2 separate regions of the Sus scrofa genome follow, and region 2 is linked to region 1. A link is a contact called in public HiChIP or PLAC-seq data. All regions are on one chromosome and are shown on one strand. The core of a region is the stretch at or near the end of the contact, and the rest is flanking DNA. Distances in the headings are between cores, read along the strand shown. Region 1 overlaps LOC106505369 (a long non-coding RNA gene). Region 2 has its middle 10 kb from the start of CSNK1D.

Region 1 (6,774 bases), core at 2,938-5,437:
TTGGCCACGACACCAGCCAGGGCTGAGTTCAGAGCTTCCATGTGAGGCTGTGGGGGCTGCATTCAGGGCAGAGCATTTGGCTGCAGAGTTTCCGTGCGGACAGTTCAGGGAGCAGGATGTTTCCAGCTGACAGGACCTCGAGGCTGAGCTGGGATCTGCCAGCGCCGTGGTAACTGCTGGCCTTGGGCTGTCTCCACGGCAGCGCTCCCTCCCTGTCCCCCGGTTGCCACTCAGCGCTCTCATTAGCCTGGGGATCCCGTGGAGTTGCCGTGGAGCTGGACCCACGGCACCTGGACCAGACTTCAGACCCCGGTGTCAGAAGCAAATGACAGGCGGGTGAGGAGTGTGGGGGCCGCTGGGCGCCCCGGGGCACCAGCTCTGTGGGCTCCTGCAGCTGACAGGCAGCCCTGGTGGGCAAACACGGGGCAAGTTGTGATGGGAGTGGAAGATTGTTGACTAAACATGAGAAAAGGAGGCGCCAAGCCTGAGAAAAGCCCAAGAAGGGCAAACACAGTGGAATGCTGCCCCCAGCTCACACTGGGCCCTGGCTGGGGGCTTCCGTGCTAACAGGGGCAGGTACTGGCTGGAGAGCCCCCCACAGCCCCAGCTGTCCTTCCTCAGAGACCTTTTCTCTTTCACCAGCCTCTAATCCCACCACCCACTATGCCTCAGGTGGGTCAGATTCCAGGTGGCACAGCCATCCCTGGCACGGGTGGAGGTGGGCTGGAAGAATGTCAATGCAGATCAATAATAAAGGCACTGACAAGGCCTGCACAGAATGGAGTGCCATCTGAAAAAAAGGCTGGGTCTGATGAGCAATGACCCAAAGCATCAGAAGGTCACCAGGTGATGCTGGAGGAGTGGCAAAGAGAAACTGGGGATGCACAGACTGGAAACGAGCTCAGTGAGCAGAGGGGCCAGCAGGCTTGGCCGCCCCTCTGCACGACGGTGCCAGACTGAGCTGCTGCGTGATTCTCTGAGCTGTTTCACAGCCTCCCCCAAATGCGGCCGTGTCCTCCAGGGAACCTGGACCACGAAGGATTCAAACGGCAGAGAGGAGGGGTGGGAGGCCTGTGGTGGGTGCTCCCTGCTCGTTCACGGCAGCTGCATGCAATGTCTGTATATAAAATGGGGGTCAGAGTTTTCTCCGCAGAAGGGGGCTTTGTGTAAAGGGAAACCTGGGAAACTGTCAGGGGGCTGGGGCTCAGTGTTTGCAGAGACAGGCGCATCTGTCAAGGTACCATCCACTTGACCAGCCCTGGGGGAGAGGCCTTTCACGTGCAGCCTGGGACGTGGCCCTGGCCAGCTGGCCACCTGCTCCCTCAATTCCTGCTCACGCCATGCTGGCCCTCGGTGCCGCTATAAGTCCCTGTGCTCGTGTGAACAAAATCACACAGGTTTCTCCCCTGCAGGGAGTGAGACTTTAACATGTAGGCGTCGCTTGTGCATCTCCTCAGGCGGTGGGATGGGCTGGGGGGCCTCGGATGCCAGTGTGGAGGTGAGCAAACAGCTGCACTCTCTCCTGAGGTAGCACCCAGTACCTCTTCCCTGGACGCCGAGGTCTGGCAGGGTCAGCGGGATGTGGGTGCTGCATGCTGTGCGCTCTCCGGGGCTAGGGTCAGAGGCAGGGGTGTTGTCCTTGGGGACCCTTGCTCTGGGGGAAGCCAGCTGCCATTGTCCAAGGACGGGCTAGTTGCCTGGGAGAGGCTTGTGCCGTGGGAACCACCAATAGCCAGCACCAGCCCCCAGCCACGTGAAGGGCGGCATGGGGGGCTGCTGGCTCCAGGCAAGTCTTCAGGTGAGACATGCCGAGACCCCAAATTCTGACGCATTGAATCTGTGAGGCCAGTCGATGCCTGTTATCATTTTAAGTCACTAATTCTTATTCTGCGGCAATAGAGGGTCACAGGCCTGGCACAGAGATTTGGGTTCTGTTCTGGTAGAAACGGGGAGCAGGGGAGGTGCAGAGGGTGGACATGCACCAGTAACAGGCAGGGGAGGCCGTGGGGGCAGCCAGGGTGTGAGGCTGGAGAAATCGTGGGTGAGAGGGCGGGGCGGGAGAATGTTCCGGATCCAGTTGGTTCTCCTAGCATCTCAGCACGTGCCCAGTGTGCCCGTGTCTGCAGGGGAGGGTCTCACCGGACACAGCCTCACGGTGGGGAAGGGAGAGCCTGCTTTTGCACCCAGGACAGCTGGGGGCTTTCTGCACCCATCAGCAGGTAGGGTGTGCAGGTCAGGACACAGGCTGGGGCATTTTGTTTGACCAAAATGACCAGGGTGCCAGAAAGCTATACCTACAGCCCAGGTCCTAGATTATCTTGGATTTAAGGAGGAGGTGAAAAGTCCTGCTTTCTGAATGGGAACCTCCTTCCTGCCAATGAAATGGGGGGACTGCTGAACAGGCAGCGTGTCCTCTTGTCCAAGGCATCTGGGGAAGGGGATGGGGGTAGGACGGAGGGGCCAGAGTCTGAGAGCTGCTGTGGGGAGCTCAGATCCTGCCATGGTGTTGACGAGGCAACTTCTGAACCAGGGAATGCGGTGGGAAGTTGGTGGAGCAGGAGGACGCGCAGGGCCCCCACGAGGCCTGCCTGGCACCGTCGTGCACGGGTCTCCCCAGATGCCCCCCGACACCCTGTGGGAGAAGGGTCCCTTGGAGGAGGCAGGAGCCCCGCTGCGGAACCTGGGCACCTACAGGGCAGGGGCACTGAGGGACCGACACCTGCCAGGGCTGTCGCCTGGTTTGTTTTGTTCATAGAAACTGTTCAGGACTCGAAGCCTTGCAGCCTGTGACCTGTGACCTGGGCTGGTCTCTGAATCCAGGTTTGGAAGCCAAGGGGCCCTTAGGGCTGAAAGGGGCGAGCCCCCCATCACAGAAAAACAGGCCTGGCCGTCAGTGCAGGTGGGAAGGGACAGAGGAGCTTGGAGGGGCTGCAGGCCCATCACTGTGTCCAGGGCAGGAGCCCCATGGGCTCATGGGACGATGGAAACAGCCACCAGGGGCTTGCAGCACACACGGGCACAGAGGATGGTCGGGGACCTGGAACGCTGCCCGCTGAAGCCACGAGGGAAACTCCACGGGGCCGAGAGCTCAGCTCCTCCTACAAGGCGAGAAAGAAACAGGGTGGAGGGTGTTACTCGGCCTGGGCGTCTGACCAGTCGGCGTTGGCAGATCTTGTTTGGATTCTGATTAAAAAGCCAGCTGTATGAAGTGAGATGACTGGGGAACTCTGGACACTGACCACTTAGTTGGCTTTGAGGCCAGTAAGTTTCTAGGTGATAGTGGGGTGTGGTTAAATTCGGTAGCAGTTCTCGTGTTTTGGCAAACGTGACGTGTAGGCTGTGCCTTGCGGTGCGTGGACGAGGCGGGCGCAGGCAGCCTGGGCCAGGGCGAGGGTTGAGAACCACTGACCTCGGCTGTCCCGAGAGTTTTCTTTACTCTCGCCTTTACTCTGACGGTCCCACAGTTAAAACCATTAGCAGTTGATGTCGCCCTGGAGGCGTGTTTGTGGGGCAGATATAGGTGAGAACGCAGCGTGGAGCATGAATGCAAGGAGCCAGTGTGGACACGGTGAGGGGGCACCGTGATTTCAGGTGAGAAAGCTGTGATTTCGGTGAGAAAGCCGCAGGAGCCGCACAGGGCGGGGATGGGGGTGGGGCAGGGAGCTGCACCTGCAGGGGCCGTTCTGAGACGGGACAGACCTGCAGCACCCAGGGGCAGGCTGGTCCCAGAGAGACCCCAGCTGTCAGGTGGCTGGGATGCAGAGGCCCTGGAGGCTTGGCAGGTGTGACACCCTCTGGGGGTTGGATCAAGGCCAAGGGTGCAGACCAGCGTCCAGCCAGTGAGCAGGGCAGAGCTGATCTGGAAGAGCCCAGGGAAGAAGGGCATCCCCTAGAAGCTGCCCTCAGGGTCGCGTGGGGGCGGGGGGGTGGCGGCCACCTTACAGGCCCTCAGGATGAGGCAGCCGGAGCTCTCAGACGCTTCCGTGTGTGGGGACAGCCGTCTGGGGAGGGCACAGGGCTTCTTCGGGGCACTCACGTCTCACATCTGAAAGCTGTGGTCAGATGCTCCCCTGGCCGTGATGCGTCACTCCCAGCTGCCTTTCCGGCCACACCCTGGGTTGGGGGCAGCCCGCGTCCGTGGAGAACCGAGACTCCAGCTCAGCCCCCAAGCCTCTGCCAAGAGAATGAATTGCGACAGCGAGATGAAGGGCTGGGTCGGCACATCTCCACCACGTGCCTCATGCTGGGCGGGCATCGCGTTAAAGCAGGAATGTGCAGCGTCAGCAGGAAACATCTGCGCGGGAGGGGACGCGGGCCACGCCTCTGGGGCAGCGCGGCCCCCACCCTCGCCCGATGCCCGCCCTCAGATGTGGTTCCTGCCACGGCGGCGGAGCCTGGCCTGACCCAACCTGGGGAGGGGTCTGAGCGGTGGAGCCTGAGCGGGGAGATCCTCTTGGGTGGGAAGCGGGGTGCAGGCACTGGCAGGAAGCTCTGGCCCCTATGAGTCTGGGGGGGTCAGCCCCCGATGGAGGGGAGTGAGGGAGAGAGGCTTCCTTTCAAAGCAGCAGTTTGGGGCAGCTTCCCTGGTTGTCTCCTTTGTCTGCTCCTGCAGGAGCACCCCAAGGCTCCCCTTGAACACCCTGAGTCTCACATGGAGCACCCCAAAGCTCACATGGAGCACCCCAAGGCTCCCACGCTGGGCCCCATGTGCTGCTGGACCCTGGTGGCCACTGAGGTAGCTCTGTCCTGTGTGACAGCCCCACGGCTAGGGGGTGGCCAGGCCTGGGTGGTGTGGCCAGGTAGGGTCTGCTCTTCAAAACAGCTTCTTGTCCCCAAGGAGACAGGGAATGGAGAAGATGGGGAAATGGCTGGAGAAGCTGGGGCTGCTCAGGGCTCCACGGTTCAGCTGGCCTCGCCGCCGCGTCTGCCCCAGGGCTCTGGGATAAGCTGACGGCCCTCATGTCCCTTGACCCATGCATGTCCCTTTGACCCACACCCCTGCCATGGACAGTCACTGAGAACTCAGGTCGCCTCCTGGCGCTCAGGGAAGGTGGCGGTGTGGGTCAGAGGTCAGGACCAGGTGCCCACTGGCCTGGGTTTCGCTGTTCACACCGGAGGTTGCAGCTCACCCCGGTTCGTCTCCGGGGGCACATCACGGTGGGACTTACAGTCTGGGTGTTTGTGAAGAAAGTGGAGGGTCCCGGCCAGCTTCCTGGGCCTGGTGTCCTGAGTGGCACTGCCCTGGGTGTCCTGATGGTACCCAGGCATCTGCCTATGGAAAGAGCCTGTTTCTGGTCTTCAGACGTTTGCGTCGTATGGTTTGTAACTGGGTCTGCTTCACAGCCGCGCAAGACAGGATTCTTGAGCCGAACAAGCTTCCACCCAACATCCGGAGAATCCGCATGGCAGCTCTGAATTTCAGGGAGAGTTAAGTATGCCCCGAGTCTGAGGACTGGTTCAAACTTCCTTTTAGTTCGGCCTGTTCCCCCCACACGAAAGCTAAAGCAACTGCCAATACCGTCCCTGGCGCATCGAGGCCCTTGAGACCTCAGAGCAGAGAGGTGTGAGGAAGGGACGCTCAGCAGGGCTCTGAGTGCCCCGAGAGTCTGCCTGCAGGGACCCCCGGGGCCTGGGCTCTCCTGGGCAGGACGGCGGCCACCCCTCAATGCTTACACCCTTGCCACCGCTCAGGGGCCTGCTCTCCAGAGCTGCTCCACGCTGTGACTTCCCTCTGCTGGAAGGGTCGCTGTGGCCGTGCCAAAGCCCCCGGGAAGACCCCCGCCCCTGCGGCTGTCCAGGGGAGGGGGGTCCCAACCCAGCCCCTCCTTTACCTCCACCCCAGTGCTGTAGGGAGGGCAGGGGCTGGTGGTGTCCACCACAGGGTCCTGGACACCTTCTGGGGGCCGGGTCCATGCAGCGTTCGAGCCGGGTCTGTGGGCTCGAGGTGGTGACTGGACGTGCCCTGGGCAGTGGGCATCCGGCTTCATTTGCTCCTCTCATGAGACTAACGTCCTGCAGAGCGAGGCCGCCAGGGCTTCTCCTGCTCCCGGCCTGCCGGTAGCCCCAGCCAGTTGCGGGGGAGGCGGCTCGGTGAGAGGGTGGATGGGATCTGAGCAGGAGTCTCGGCCTCTCGGAGGTCTGGCATGAGGGCCACGTGTGCATGGATTTGCCGAGGTTCTGAGATTTTCCCAGGATGCTTCGCTGTGGGTTTACAGTGAAAGGACCCCAGGAAGGTGCACGTTGGTGATGTGGGGTTGGCTGTTCGCCCTCCGGACTGCTCTGGTCCAGCTCCCCAGACACTGTGCTCCTGACTGGGTCACCACAAAGGAACTTGAGCGATGGCCAGGTTGCCGGCGCACTGTTGGCCGCCCAGCCGAGTCCCAGGGCTCTGCCCATCCCCCCGGATTCCTGAGCATGCAGAGCTCAGGTTCCTCTTTCTCCCCTTTGCATCCTGTTCTCTTTGGAGGGAAATAGACACCGCAGCCCACACTTGGGTGGTGCACTGTTCTTTCCAGCTTAATTCTGTTTCTTGGAGACCGTCTCGTGTCGTTCAGAAGAACTCTGTGCCCTTTTCCTCACTGGCATCGTGTCCTGCTGTCCACACCTGTCCCGTTCTCCACACCTGTCCCGTTGTCTGTACCTGTCCCATTGTCACAGTACCTGTCCCATTGTCCGTACCTGTCCCGTTGTCCTTAGATGTCCCATTGTCTGTACCTGTCCCATTGTCCGTACCTGTTCCATTGTCCGTACCTGTCTCATTGTCCGTACCTGTTC
Region 2 (6,774 bases), core at 1,668-4,167, 550 kb before region 1:
TAAAATTTTTAAAATAAAAAAAAATAATAGAATTAGGAAACTGTACACACTAACAAAGTTGAAAACCGAAATGAGGTAGATAAATTCCCAAAAATATATAAAGTGGGAAAAAGAAGAGCAGAATGAAGCAAAAAGCAGGAATAGATTAAAAAGTGGTTGCCAGGGCCGTCCCCTCCCCCAGCCTGGAGCCAAAGCTGCTTTTATGAGAGTCCCACCCTGATTCCAGGGACCAGTTAATTCCTGCCTTGGACAGAATGTTCCAGAAAGTGGAAGAGAGTGGGATGTGTCCAGCTCACTCTGGCTCCTAACCAGACAAATGAGAAGAGAAGATGAGAAGCCCGTTTCACTCAGGAACTTGGATGCAAAAGATCTGAGATAAAACGCTAGGTCGGGCCCCCGTGGTAAGTGAGAAACAGGCCTCAAGGTCTGGATTTAACATCAAACACCTCGCGTAGTTCATCCTCACAGCAGAGGGAGAAAGGTGCTGCGAAGCATAGGAACGGAAGAGCATTTGACACTTGCCTGGAAGAAAGCAGGTCTAGTCTATTTGTTACTGATTTTTATTTATTTACTTCGGTCTTTTTAGGGCTGCACCTGTGGCATACAAAGGTTCCCAGGCTAGGGGTCCAATTGGAGCTGTTGCTGCCGGCCTACACCAGAGCCACAGCAACGCCGGATCCGAGCCCTGTTTGCAACCTACACCACAGCTCACGGCAACGCCGGATCCTTAACCCACTGAGCGAGGCCAGGGATCGAACCTGCGTCCTCATGGATACCAGTCAGATTTGTTTCGCTGAGCCTCAACGGGAACATCAGTTTTGGGTTTTTTGTTTTTTTTTTTTTAAACTTCTTTGCAGAACAGATACTGACTCACAGACTTTGAAAAACTTATAGTTTCCAAAGGAGACAGTGTGGGGGGTGGGGGGTGGAAATCCTATAAAACTGGATTGTGATGATCTTTGTACAACTATAAATGTAATAACCTCACTGAGTAATAAACAAAGAAAATGGCTCTAAAGAAAAAAGATATTTGCTGCAGGCTCCCATTGTTACCATAACAAGGAAGATCTCCCCCATTACCCCTAGCTGGCTCATATTGTACTGATAATTAGTATTCACTTAATATTTAAGTCAAACCATCCTCTGAGGTGAAAAAACATACACGCAAACAAAACACACAAAACCCATCGGAAGGGCTGCCTATGGGGTCAGGGAATGAGAGCAGGAAATGAATCAGTAAAATACAAACAGACGAAACAAGAAAGGGCCTCGCACTACAAAGCACGATCATATTCCACAACCTGAGACGTGTGATGAACTTGACTCTCAGAGAAAGAGGGAGCTGTGAAACTGGAAGGCTAGCCCCAAAGCCACAGAGCCCGCCTGCTTCTGGCTAGGCTGGTGAGGCCTCCCAGCCTGTTTACTCCGCTAAGAGGGCAGGGAGGGGAGGCACCAGCCCCGGTTCCCTCCCGCAGGGCCTCCAGGTGAAAGGAAGGGTTACTGAGCCATTGCGTAGTGAAACTGGGAAATGGTTAAAAGACAACATTGAAATGTGACCTAGGAAACTCGCTGTGAACTATCACATGTAAATGTATTCTTTGGCTGCACACCAGCATGCTTAAGTTCCCAAGGCCAGGTTTCAAACCCATGCTGCAGCAGTGACCTGAGCCACAGCGGTGACAACACCCGTTCTTTAGCTGCTAGGCCACTGGGAACTTCTGAACTATTTTTAAATATAGAGAAAACTAGACAATAGGGAAAGAGAGTCACCCCTCGTCAGGTGAGGATGCTTGAACACTCTTAGCAAATGAAAATACAAGACATCCAATCAAACTTCTACTTCAAATGAACCCGGAATAATTTTTTAGTATGCGCCACAGAGTTAAGGCTACTGGGACTGAAAGTATATTAGTGCTTTGCCTAGAATGGGCGGGGGGACTGGACCCAGAATGGCTGCTGATGGGTACAGGGCTTCTTTCTGAGGTGATGAAAATGGAAATTCGATAGAGGGGTTTGGTTGCACAACTTTGAATATACTGACAACCACTGAAACACACCCCCCCTTTTTTTTTAACTTTTTAGGGCTGTTTCCGTGGCATATGCAGGTTCCCAGGCTAGGGGTCGAATGGGAGCTACAGCCACCGGCCTACACCAGAGCCATAGCAACGCCAGATCCAAACCGCATCTGCAACCTACACCACAGCTCACGGCAACGCGGGATCCTTAACCCACTGAGCGAGGCCAGGGATCGAACCTGCAACCTCATGGTTCCTAGTTGGATTCGTTTCCATTGCACCATGACGGGAACTCCTGAACCACACAGCTTAAATAAGCGAATTTTATAGTAGGTGCGTTGCATTTTTTTTTTTTAAACAAGTGGCACATGGAAGTCCCCCAGCCAGGGGTCAAGCCACAGCCACTGTAGAAGCAACGCCGAGTAGTTATGCTGCGAGCCGCACGGGAAGTCCGGTGCGTTGTATTTCAATTAAAGACCCGGCATTTATTCCGCAGCCCCCTGTGCTCCCTCCTGGGGCTTATTCTTGCCACGTCGTAGCGGCCATAGAGTGGTGGGCCAGCGGGGGAGGCTTGCAGGGACTGGCGAGCCAGGACCCCAGAAGCACACGTGACTATGCGCCCCAGGCCGACCACCGCAACGACCCCTGACCTCGCGGGCTTATTCGGGACTTATCCCAAGTCACCCTCTGGGAGATGCAGCAAGGGGCCTCGTGGTCCAAGTGGGCGCCCCTAGCGTCTCGAAAGCTCTCTGCGGTCGCCAGCGCCCCCTCCAACCGCCCACGAGAAGCAAACTCACAGCCGCAAACGCCAGCACGCCAAGCTGCGGAGAAGGGGCCAGCTCCACCTTAAATAGACCTCCTTGGGCTATGATTGGCTACTTAGGATCATGTGCCCATCTCGGGCCCAGTCGGCCTCTGTGATTGGCCAGACTGGGTCATGTGCGGAGTAGCCGCGGCTAAGGGAGCTGGGAGGGTCAGCCGGGCGGGGTTCCCTGCTGATCGCCGAGGCTGCGTCCGGCTGGCCAGCTCAGAACGCTGGAAGCCTATCCTCCCGGGCCCCTGGCCCTGGGCAAAGCGCTCGTCCAGGGTGGAACACCCAAAGACCAGACCCCCGCCTCACCCCCACCCTGCCCTTCAGGGCTTTGTTCAACGGATAATGCAACTCAGCAAAGTGGAAGTAATTTTCCAGTAAACTCCACCGAAACTTTGCCATTGACATCTGTCAGTCCGTCTTTTTTTTAGGCCTGTAAATGTGTTATAAACTCTTACAATACATAACAGCATACAGACATAGGGAGGTACCTTTTAAAGCTGGAAAATGCTAAACACCTTGGGTATGGGAGGAGAAGCACAGCGATAGACGCCAATTACTGGAAATGCTCTGATGTTGCTGCTGGAGGTTGATTTGCAGGTGCTCATTATATTATTACACCACTATGGTAAAAACATACTTTTTTATAAAAAACTTAATATTATTATTATGTTGCAAGTATAAGCACACTCCCCCCGAATACTTCAGCACCCATACCCTTAGCATGTAGCATTTGTTCACAGATTTTTAATGTTAAATTCACAGTGAAGTTGGTAAATCCTAGTCATACATTTGCTGAGCTTTAGCAAATACAACCACTGAGTGAGCCCAGACGCTGTCCAGGCAAAGAGAACAAGCCCACCACCCGGAAAGTTTCCCCCTGCCCTTCCCATTCCATGTCCACCCCGGCCGACCAGAGGCATTCACTGTTGTGATTTTTTTCCACTGTGGTCTTGGATATTCTAGGAGTCGCATACATGATGCACCAAGAACATAGTTTTGTGTAAGGCTTCTTCGCTCAGGGTAATGTTTTTGAAAACCATCCGTGTTTGGTGCATCAGCAGTTGGTCATTTCTGTAGCCGAGGTCGGCTCCACTGTGTTCCTCTACCTTGTGACGGACTCTTGGGCTGGTTCCAGGTTTGGCCTATTGCGAATAAAGCTGCTGCTAACCTTCTTTTGGATGTCTTTGTGTGGACATATGTTTTTATTTCTCTGGCCAGATATCCAGGACCAGGTCAAAGGATAGGAGTGTTTTGTGTCACTAGAAGCCAACACATCGTCCACCACGACTTTCAGTTTGCACACCACGAACAGCGAACAAGGGCTCCACGTTCCCTACATGCTCATCGGCACTTTGTATTTTTCGGCCACAGCACACAGCGACTTGCTGTCCAGGACCAGGGACTGAACCTAGCCTGCAGTGGTGAAGGAGCCAAATCCTATCTACTTGACCCCAGCACTTAAAAAATTAGCAGTCATTCTACTAAAGACGCAAGTGGTATGTCACTGTGGTTTTCAATTGCCTTGTCTTGATGACTAGGTACTTTGTTCTTCTTTTGAGAAGAACAAGTTTTTGGTGGATTCAAAATACCCGTCCCCGTGTTTAAACCCTTGTTTCAGACAGCGGAAGTGCGTCTGGTCTGTGGGCCCACCTAAACTTGTGTGTTGCAGGTGGTGTTGCTGAGGAGGACCTGCTGGCCTCTGGCAGTTCTGGGCGGGCACTCCTCACAGTGCCAGCTTCAGTCACGCTGCAGGGAGGTATGTGATAATAAAAGAGGAAGGAGGTTAGTGTACATTTTGTTTAACTTTCCATCATGTAGGCAACTCAAAATGTCAATCTGAAAAAGCGCACATTCCACCTTCTGCTTGTGATCACCTTAGCTTTTACTTCCGGATGCTTTGGCCTCGTGTCCTTTAGTTACGGACGGCTCCCAATTTACTTTCTTGGGCTGGTTGGTTCTCCTCTTCAGGGTGAAGAGGTCATACACCCTAAACATGGATTTGATTTCATAAAAGACGGTTGTATTCATGTTGGAGCTTTGGCTGGCCCTTTCTCCAACGTGGTCAAAAGAGCAAAAGTGAGATACTATGGAATTTTCCAATTTTGACTTTTTACTGTGGAGCAGTGGGAGTTCTTTGCATAGTCTGGAGACCAGTCCGTGTCAGATACTAGGTTTGCAAATATCCTCTCCAGTCCTAGTGGCTTGCTGCTTGTCTTAGTGTCTTTTCATGAACAGACATTTTATTTATTCATTTCTTTTCTTTTTAGGGCTGCACCTGCGGCACATGGAAGTTCCCGGGCTAGGGGTCGAGTTGGAGCTACAGTTGCAGGGCCTACGGCACAGCAACGAAGGATCTGAGCTGGGTCTGCAATCTATACCACAGCTCACCAGCCATGCTGGATCCCCCACCCACTGAGCGAGACCAGGGATGGAACCCGCATCCTCATGGATACTAGCCAGATTAGTTTCTGCTGCTGGGCCAAAACAGGGACTCCTTGTTTTATTGTATTTAAATTTTTAGGGCCACAGGTGTGGCATATGGCAGTTCCCAGGCTAGGGGTTGAATTGGAGCTGCAGCCACCAGCCTACACCACAGCCACAGCCACACTGGATCCCTAACCCACTGAGTGCGGCCAGGGATTGAACCCACATCCTCATGGATACTAGCCAGGTCATTTCCGCTGAGCCACAACAGGAACACCCAGGAACAGACATTTTAAATTTCAGTGACCTCTAATTTCTCTATTTATTCTCTTAGGGTTACTGCCAAGAAGCCTTAACCTGCTCCTAAATCAAGCAGATTTTTCCCCGTTTTCCTTGAAAACTTTACTCCTTTAGCTTTCACCTTTAAATCTAGAAATTAATTTTTAGACACGACATGACGCAGGATCTCTTTTTGCGATGTGGATGTCTGCGTTTAATCGCATCATTTGTTGCAAGGACTTGAGGCAAACAGGCACGGATGTGTGCGGAGTTAACAGGCGCCTCCTCCGAAGAAAGCAGCCTGGCCGCGGACCCTCCTGGGGTTGGGAGCGGGCCTGCCTGGCATGGTGTCCCTTCACCCGAGGGCTGCCTCCTGGGCTCTGGTCCGTTGACGCCTGCGCTGCGGCCCGGGGTCCTGAACCTCCGCATTCAGACCAAGACACTGAGGGCGTCCGGGCAGAAGTCTCCTCCCCGGCGCACGCGCTCCCTGGGTCACCATCCACTTGGGGCCGCACGGACAAACCCCGGCGGGAGTGTCTGGCCTGGTCGGCAGCCGGCTTCCGGGCCCCCGTGATCCTCAGTGGATCCTGTCCTCCCGCCGCTTCCGCCGCCCCAAGTCCCCAGCGGTCGCAGATGCCGCGCCTTCTCCACCCGCCCCGCCCCTGCCGCGCCTGCGCCCTGAGCCCCGCCCCCCCCCCCCGGCCTCCCCGCCCCCCGCCCGGCCTCCCCCACACCCCCGCCCCCGGGCGGCGTCCCCGCGCACCCCCGCGGCACTCACGGGTCGTCTTTCCTTCCCGAGCTGCGCTGAGCTGCGCCGGTGGCCTTTGGGGGTCCGGGTCCGGCCTGGGTCAGACGCCTCTCCTGCGCTCTGACTCCGGTGAGGCTTTAATTCGTACAGGTCTTCGAAGTGCACGGGGTACCCACGGTTACGCTGTTTCTAAATAGAATAAAGCGCTTCCTGACTTGCACTTAGAGTGGGCCCACCAGCGCGTCTTAGTTTTCCTGTAGCTTGAGACGTTTTGCTAGTTCATCATCCTAAGGTTGCTGACAAGCCCAGCTCGGCGCCCCTGGCCTGACACTGGGTCCTGACACCGGGTCGTGGGGAGGGGAGGTGGGACGTGCGGCGGCGTTTACTGCCGGCGCCAAGTAAGGAGTCCGGGCAGCTAGTGCCCAGAAAGCCAGAACTCCCGGTGCCTTTCAGGAAAGCGTCGGTTGGCTTGTTTGTTTTGGCCGAGCCTGCGG

What was found. HiChIP or PLAC-seq counts read pairs in DNA pulled down with a chosen protein or histone mark.
Region 2: a contact with region 1 is called in an H3K27ac HiChIP or PLAC-seq map of alveolar macrophages. The contact joins two enhancer-like sites. A contact is called at or near these places in 1 of 5 promoter capture datasets (fetal liver) and 1 of 2 datasets of contacts at active chromatin or transcription factors (alveolar macrophages).

Annotation. Positions count from the first base shown.
Region 1 is chr12:202,859-209,632 of Sscrofa11.1, reverse strand. It overlaps LOC106505369 (a long non-coding RNA gene), which reads right to left. Exons shown (of 3, transcript XR_002336888.1): 2 at 4,037-4,173; 3 at 1-3,098. Among named protein-coding and RNA genes, the nearest start is that of METRNL, 35 kb to the left of the region's middle. Within about 2 kb of position 4,187, at least 28 of the 83 cell types and tissues checked have an H3K27ac peak or open chromatin away from gene starts, as enhancers often do. A contact at or near this core is called in alveolar macrophages, where this site is marked.
Region 2 is chr12:755,409-762,182 of Sscrofa11.1, reverse strand. No RefSeq gene overlaps it. Among named protein-coding and RNA genes, the nearest start is that of CSNK1D, 10 kb to the left of the region's middle. Within about 2 kb of position 2,917, at least 57 of the 83 cell types and tissues checked have an H3K27ac peak or open chromatin away from gene starts, as enhancers often do. A contact at or near this core is called in alveolar macrophages, where this site is marked.